Linked DNA regions of Ovis aries: region 2 is linked to region 1. The links are chromatin contacts, called in public Hi-C maps. All regions are on one chromosome and are shown on one strand. The core of a region is the stretch at or near the end of the contact, and the rest is flanking DNA. Distances in the headings are between cores, read along the strand shown.

Region 1 (4,051 bases), core at 900-3,399:
CCGTTTTCTTCCTGCCTTCAATCTTTCCCAGCATCAGGGTCTTTTCAAATGCGTCAGCTCTTCGCATCAGGTGGCCAAAGCATTGGAGTTTCAGCTTCAGCATCAGTCCTTCCAGTGAACATTCAGGACTGATCTCCTTTAGGATGGACTGGTTGGATCTCCTTGCAGTCCAAGGGACTCTCAAGAGTCTTCTCCAACACCACAGTTCAAAAGCATCAATTCTTCGGCACTCAGCTTTCTTTATAGTCCAACTCTCACATCCATACATGACTACTGGAAAAACCATAGCCTTGACTAGATGGACCTTTGTTGGCAAAGTAGTGTCTTTACCTTTTAATATGCTGTCTAGGTTGGTCATAACTTTCCTTCCAAGGAGTAAGCGTCTTTTAATCCCTCCACCCACCCCCTTTGGTAGCCCTAAGTTTGTTTCTCGGTCTGTGAGTAAGAGGGATTATTTTTCTCGTGGTTAAGATGGCCAGTAGCAGACCTCTGGTCAATGTCACCGAGGTCCTCTTGACCTTCCCTCAGCTTCAGGAATCACATTCTCACACGGCTAAGTTCAAAGACAGGACACAGAGCCGCTTGGGCAGAGCAGGAAACAGCATCTTGTCCTCATGTCTCCCTTTATTTGTGGGGCTGGGTGGTGGTGGGGGGTTGTCCCCAGAAGACCCCAGCTGATCTCCACCTGTGTCCCACTGGTCAGAAAGGACCCATGTTACTGTTGGACTAGAAGCTGAAATAAAAGAATCTCCTTCCTGTGTTTGAACCAAGCTGGGAGTCTGCCAGCTAAGGAGAAGGGAAATGGCTTTGAATAGGCAACAAGCAGTGCTTGCCCCACGTACCTCTTGCAAGGAAAAATCTTTTCTGTTGGGTTCGTTGCCAAAAGGAAGTCAAATGGAATGGGTGTTGAGAAGTGGCTGTGAGCTTCAATGCTTCTAGATTTTTGTGACTCTTGAGAGGCAGTTCCCATTGAGTAGCCAGGCTGGGTTGTAAACTGCAGGGGCCTTAGGAATCCCCAGGGGGAAGTTCAGGAGATGAAATTGGGCTACTGGGAAGTTTGGAGTTCAAGGCGAGAGGAGAGATGGGACCTCTCTGGGCACAGGAGGCAGACACAGGAATTTTCATTCGAGGCATACCTGAAGGTGTGTATAGGCAGAGCAGAAGAAGCCAGCAGGAAAGAGAGGTAAGGATTTTGAAGCAAGATTGCAGTTGATTACTGTGCCCTGAAAGAAACCGGGGCGAGGGGGGGGGCAGGTGAGATCACTGCACAAGAGGTGCTGGCTGTTACTGGAACACAGGGGAGGTTTTTCTAAAAAGACTCAGATGCCTTCTGAGACTGGAGGTGGGCAAGATGGTGAAGACCCCTGGGGGAATGAAAATTCCTTATTTCCCTTGATATGACCACGGGCTTATTTAGAAATTGAATCCGTAACCCTGATCTTTACATCAACCTTTGTCTTAACATTTGATATAATAGACTCTCAAGAGATCTCCTTGGACTGGCAAGGAGATCATGCCAGTCAGTCCTAAAGGAAATCAACCCTGAATATCCATTGGAAGGACTGATGCTGAAGCTCCAATACTTTGGCCGCTTCATGCAAAGGGTTGACTCGTTGGAAAAGACCCTGATGCTGGGAAAGATTAAAGGCAAAAGGAGAAGGGAGCCGGAGAGGATAAGATGGTTAAATAACATGATTAGATAACATCGCTGACTCAATGGACTTGGAATTTGAGCAAACTCCCGGAGATAGTGAAGGACAGAGGAGCCTGGAGTCCATGGCGTTGCAAAGAGTCGGACTTGACTTAGCGACTGAAAAACAGCAACATACCAGACTCTAAAGAAACAGATCACGCTTGTGTGATCGTACACTGGAGAGCCCAAGAACAAAGCCTATCCTTGGATTTTCTTGTTCAGATGGACGCAGCAGCCCAGGACAAGGTCAGAGGCACGGCTACTACGCAGTATGATCCCGAGGGTGGAGGTCACTGCACACACAGCATGGGGCTATCAGATCCTGAAGCCAGTGGCCAGCAGGGTGGACAGCGAGAGCCGCGGGCTGGACAGAGAGGCCTTGGGATCCAGGTCCAGGCCCATCACGGACAAGCTGGGATTCGCTGGCACCTTCCAAGCCTGACATCATGTGCAGGGCTGTGGGTCATGGCGCCCGGCTCCTCCCTCTGCTGCCCACAGTTAGAGAACTTGCTGGCTCCACACAGGGGTTAAGGGAATGCCTCCCTGCCCCCTCCCCACCCCTCTCTGGGGAGTTGTGACCCTACTCAGTAGCCCCTGGAATAGAAGAGTGTTTTTCTTCCCCATTAGCCCTGGTCCGTCACTCCTGGCATCTTTCCCCTTTGTTTGGGGGAATGGTGGCCCAGCGCCCAGCTAGTAGGACTGGGAGCCAAACCTCTCCCCTCTGTTTATTCCAATCGTAGCTATGGCTGCAGCAGAAAGCAAACAGCAGTTTGACTAGAGGCAAGAGCTCAGTATTCCACAACACTGGAGGCTCGTGTCTGCTTACGTAGGCGGCATATAACACAACATTACGTTAAAATGAATATTAGCCCCAACAGGAAAAAAAAATGCATTTTTAAGGGAAAGTTCTTAGCAGGAGTGTGCGTCTGCTGAGTTGGTAAGATTGACACCTCCTCAAAAACTCCTTCATGTCCATCCCCAGCCTGTGCTGTCTCTGGGGTGTGGGTTCTGAAGGGAATACATCTGTCCAGGGATCACCCTCCTTATCCAGCACCTGGGGTAGGACTTTGGGCTTCATACACATCTCACGGAGTCGCTGGGGGAGGCTGACGTTGGTGAGAAGTGAGGAGCAGGATGGTCTGATCCCGTCAAACCTGCCACATTGGATCAGTCCAGCCCCGTTGGCTGGGTTGCCTGGACCCCACTTCATCATCTCTAAGAGGGGACTCATGATAATTTCTCCCCCACAGGGTGGCTATGGGGAGAGTCAGTGAGTTTATACCTGGGAAGTGCTTAGACGGGTGCCCAGAGGGAATCAGTCACTCAGTCAACAAACACAGGGTGCCTGGAGCTTATCCCTGTTGTGCCTTGTGGGAAGGAAGCTCCAGACGTGCCCTCAAGGAACCACCAGCATCTCAGTGGAGGAGGAAAATGGACACCGTGGATAGCAGCAGGGAACAGCGAGGCCTGGGGGACCAGCCCTTCCCGTGGAGTGGCTGTCCTGGAGGGCCTGCAGCTGCTGGGTGGGGTGCGCTGTCAGCCAGCCTCGCTGCTTAATCTCCTGGCAGCCGAAGCAGGGAGAGAGGAGAATCTGGTATTCATCGTATGGTTGTTTCTAATTTCCTTCTGCTTTCGAGATCCTCTTCTGCGAGAGAACAATGCCCTGAGAGGCTCAGGCTTCCTCAGCTGGGCACCCGCCCAGCTCTGGGGGAGGTGGCGCCCAGGAGCCAGCTAGACACTTGCAGGCCAATGACATCTGATTCCCATCTTCTGAGAAATCTCTGGGCACAGTGGGGTTTGGTGGCTGGTTCGAATCCCCTCTTGTTATTTGTCATTATATGCCTGGGGCTTGGAGTGAGTCCTCTGGATCTCATTTATGAGTATTCTCTGAAAACGTTCCCTATTTGCCCAGGAAGGACAGTCCTTCGTGTCCCACCAGGAAAGCAGTACCATTGGAGGCTGGCTGAGCAGAGCGGGCTGTCAAACCCACAGCTCTTGAGACGAGAGCCACGAGGCTGCTCTGTGCCACTGTGTCCCCAGGAAGAGGGGGGAGAGGGCAGGGCCCTTGGGCACATCGTCCAGCTCACAGAACAGTGCTGGGGAGAGACCCTCAGCGGAGGACCCCTGGGGCTGGTATGGCCCCAGCCGCAGAAGTACAGCTGGGGGCAGAATGCCCAGGACCACGTCCAGAGAAAATGGGGTGGGGTTTCCTCATTCCTTTCTGTTGTCACACTTGGCCTCTTACTTGTGGATTTGAGTATATTTATCAGCCTTGCTGGGTTACTCTTTCATCACCAGAAAACAGAGAGAATCCTAAAATAGTGACCCACATGTGGAAAGGAGCAGAGACGGCAGAGA
Region 2 (4,051 bases), core at 903-3,402, 38 kb before region 1:
TGATCTATGTATATACTGCAAAATGATGACTCCGTTAAGCTTAATCTCAGTTCTGCTTTTTCATGTTGGGTCTCTGTGGAGTCACTTCACCTACCCTGTTCCCTATACCGTTCAGCTTAGACAGGAAACAAAGGGAAGCCAGGTGGCCTGGGGTGGGGACAGAGGAGTGGAGGGAGGGGAAGTGAGGATGCTGGGGACCGGCAGGTTCTCTCATGCCTCCTGCACAGTTGGGGCGGCTGGGTCTTGCTCTGGCCTTGCTCTGGTCTTGCTCTGGTCATCTGTATGACACACAAAGGGAGAGATGGTCTCCCTGCTTTTGGCCGAGGTAGAGCATAGGCAGCTCCTCTGCGAGCTCGCCTCTCTAATCTCATTTCCTTTCACTCACTGTCCTCTTCCTGTCTGTCTCTTGTCCCCCTTCCTGCTGGCTCTCAGCCATCATCATTCTTAAGTGGCCCTGTGCAGCAGGAAGGGAACTCTCCTTGGTGGCCGTAAGCACCCAGGAATTCCTAAGTCAGACCAGGCTTGGCTGTCCCCTTTCTTCCCTCTGTAGTTTGCTCTTAATCCCTCCATGAGGCCTGGGTAGTGGCATTGCAGCTGACCAACTGCAGACACCTTTTCCTCTTTCCCTGGCCTCAAAGAGCTGACCCTGACTTGGGCATATTTTATCAACCCCTGCCTCTCTACCAGAGACCCCTCTGCCGTCGACAAAGGAACTGATACCATAAGCTCCTCTATAATGTAAACTTCATGAAGGCTTATATATATATAACTAATACATATGTTAGCCACTGCACTGAGTCTTTGTTGCAGCGCATGGACTTCTCTTGTGATGGTCACGGGTTTAGTTACCCAGTGGCATGTGGGATCTTAGTTCCCTGACTAGGGATTGAACCTATGTCCCCTGCATTGCAAGGGGACCATTAGACCACCAGGAAAGTCCCCTGAAGTCAGATATTTTGAAGATTCCTCAGAGTCTAGAACAGTGCCTAGCCCTGTAGCAGGGTACTCAATAAATATCTGTTGAATGACCCTCCTCTTGTTGGAATAATCACCCTCCCGATGCTGATGGACACTTGGGTGGGCAGGTAGACATTTTCAGAGCTAATATTTCCAAAGACTTAATTTTTAATTATGCTGTGTAGCAATTAATTTTTGTAAAAATCTTAAACAAGGTACGTTCTCCTTGTCTCAAACCCATTTGCACAGTCCTCTGTAGTGCTGACCACTGTCATCACCTTGGCGTGGCCCCCTTGCAGACATTACTTGAAGTTTTTTGACATATCTGTTCAATAATCCAGATGTTTACAATTTGGTGGGTTAAAAGAAATCATAAATAAGACTATACCATATTGTCTTGCAATATGTTTTTTTTTTCTGCCTTAACGAGATGTTGTGGAGATGTTCTGTGTAGGTAGAGACAGATCGGTGTCATTCTCCTTCACTGCTGTGAATTATTGCATGGCCCAAATGAAGTACTGTATATTGTATGGTATTTCCCATGTCTACAAACAGCCTGGCACGTGCCATTTTGAGCACACGTAGAAGGATTTTACTTGACTACCTAGCTGTGAAATTGCTGAGCAAAGGAGCACGTGCATGTCGCATTTTAACAGCTGCTCCCAATCACCCTCCCCAAAGACTTGTATTCTTGCACATTCTGGGTATGAAAGCCCATGCTTTCTCTATATCCTTATTGATTTTTATTGAGCTCTGTTATTTTTCACCAATCTGTTGGTCAAAAAAAACATGATCTCAATGTTAGAATAAAAATTTCAGTTCGGTCTTCTTGGCCAGGAAATTGTGAGTGATTCACATTAGTAACATAATCACATGTATAGTAATAGCACCATTTAACCGCTATGTGCTTGGTTACTATTTTACACTGAGTGAGTAAGGAGGTCTCTACTCTTTTGCTTGGGAATATAGTTATATATCAGTTTTCTCCACACAGTTCTCTACAGTCTTATCCATGTTAAAAAACCAGCATCTGGGGTCTTGGAGGCCCCCTGTGGAATGGCTCCCCTCCCCCGTACCACGTATCCTCTCTTCTCTGGAGTGGCTCCAGCGAGTTCTTTGGTCACAGCCTGCCCTTCCTCCACGTCCTTTCCTGCCACACAGTGGTCATGTCCTGGAATGACGAGGCTGATTGTCCGGTCTGACACAGCAGTGCATTCTCAGCCTGGCCTCTAGAAGTTTCTCCTTTGATCAGTGCCGGACACGTCAGCAGAAGTCTTTAGCTTGTCCCTTGCTTGGCCTATCTTCTGGTACATCAGAAGCTGTATCACTGGCTGGACCTTGTCTTAGTTTTTCCCAAGCTCACCGGTCACCTAGTCCAATGTTTTCCACAGAGGATTCCCTTTTATTTATTTATTATTAAAAAAATTTTTTTGGCCATGCCAGGAAACATACAGGGTCTTAGTTCCCTGACCAGGGATTGAACCCAGTGTCCCCAGCAGTGGAAGTGTGGAGTCTTAACCAAAGGACCACCAGGGAGGTCCCAAGGAGTTCCTTTTAAAAAGAAAAACTTTAAGAGCATTTACAATCTTACATCATTTAATTTCATGATTCTTCCCTGTGCCCACCTCAACATCTTGGGTTCTTTCTTCCATTTCCCTCATCACCTGTATTCAGGAAAATGCTGAAATGGTGGCTGTGAAAGGATTTTTCTCCCTGAAAGTTTTCTCTGGGCTTGGTTCTCTATTACTAACATGGTATAGCTTAAAATCATTTAGTGCCTTAATGTTTATCTTTGGGGATTGAATTGGACTCACTACGTAGTACGGCTGAATTTAGGTTTCTGTCCAAGGTTTACAGTTGTTAGAGAGAACACAGGATTTTAAGGCAGTGTGGCTTGTTTTGATGGTTTCAGATTAATTTCCTATTTGTATCAGAAATTCATTGCCGGATGATTTATTTCCTTTCCTAAAGTCAGCTGAAAACAAATTTGTCTTTTACCCCTTTATCCAGTCCAACCGCTACAGAATCTTTTTTTTTTAATTTAATTTAATTAATTTATTTTTTTTAGAATCTTTTTTTGATGGTTTATTAATGGTAGTATTATTCTGTTATTTCTAAAGCACTCAAGTTTTGGCTACAAGTTTGCCAACAGGACACAGCAATATAATCTATGTAATTAGCTTAGGACCATACTTTCTTCAGGATAACTTCTTCTTTTGGAGATACTGGTAACTTTGCCTTGGACTTTTTTTTTTTTTTCTCCTTTCATATTTTCTAATATATGCTGCAAAATGTGAGTGGATGGTTTGATGGTTTTGAGTGTGGGTTCCTGAACCACATGGCCTGGTTTCAAATCCCAGCTCTATGACTTCCCAGCTGTGTGATCATGGGCAACTTACTTAAAGGTCTCTGTCTCAGTTTTCATGCCACTGGCTGTTAAAGAAGTGCAAGTACAGTGAGTCCCTTACTAGGGACCTTCAAGCTGTGAACTTTCAAAGATGCCCGTGTGCTTGCCGCCTCCTATTGTTGACGATCCTTCAGCTCTACCACCTCCCACGTCCCCTCCCTCCTCCAGTCAGTAACTCTTCTTGCCTGTTCACTCGATGCCAGCCCCTGTATGCTAGCTGTTATACTGCAGTACTGTACTTTTCAAGGTACTTTACTGTAAGATTAAAACGCTTATTTTTGTGTTTTTTAAAAATATATTATTTGTGTGAAAAGTATTATAAACCTATTACAGTCCGGTACTATATAGCCAGTTGTGTTAGCCAGGTACCTAGGCTAACTTTGTTGGACTTGTGAGTGTGCTCTTGGAAAGGAACTCGTTTGTATGTAGGGGACTCACTGTGTCATTTAACTGAAAGAGCGAACACATGAAAAAAACAGCCCATGGAAGCTATTGATGTTAACTGTGTTCTCCACACATTGGTTTCCATGTTGCTGCCGGACAGGATTCTGACACTGCCCAGGGAATCCTGCACTCATATAGGCTTTCTGTCCTGATGGGACCCCTACTTCGAGATGCTGGGTCCCCTGCATTGGAGATCTACCACGTAGATTTTAGGGACTCTTTTCATGGAATCCAATCCGCTGG

The links. A called contact is a pair of places that touch in the nucleus more often than the background predicts.
Region 2: a contact with region 1 is called in a Hi-C map of liver, with 2.1 times the contacts expected there. The contact joins two enhancer-like sites. A contact is called at or near these places in 3 of 16 Hi-C or Micro-C datasets (liver, omental adipose tissue and tail adipose tissue).

What each region holds. Positions count from the first base shown.
Region 1 is chr21:37,357,074-37,361,124 of ARS-UI_Ramb_v3.0, reverse strand. All of the region lies in intron 5 of AHNAK (AHNAK nucleoprotein), which reads left to right. Among named protein-coding and RNA genes, the nearest start is that of SCGB1A1, 23 kb to the right of the region's middle. Within about 2 kb of position 2,149, at least 33 of the 54 cell types and tissues checked have an H3K27ac peak or open chromatin away from gene starts, as enhancers often do. A contact at or near this core is called in liver, where this site is marked.
Region 2 is chr21:37,395,017-37,399,067 of ARS-UI_Ramb_v3.0, reverse strand. The region is part of intron 4 of AHNAK (AHNAK nucleoprotein); the gene reads left to right. Among named protein-coding and RNA genes, the nearest start is that of AHNAK, 47 kb to the left of the region's middle. Within about 2 kb of position 2,152, at least 9 of the 54 cell types and tissues checked have an H3K27ac peak or open chromatin away from gene starts, as enhancers often do. A contact at or near this core is called in liver, where this site is marked.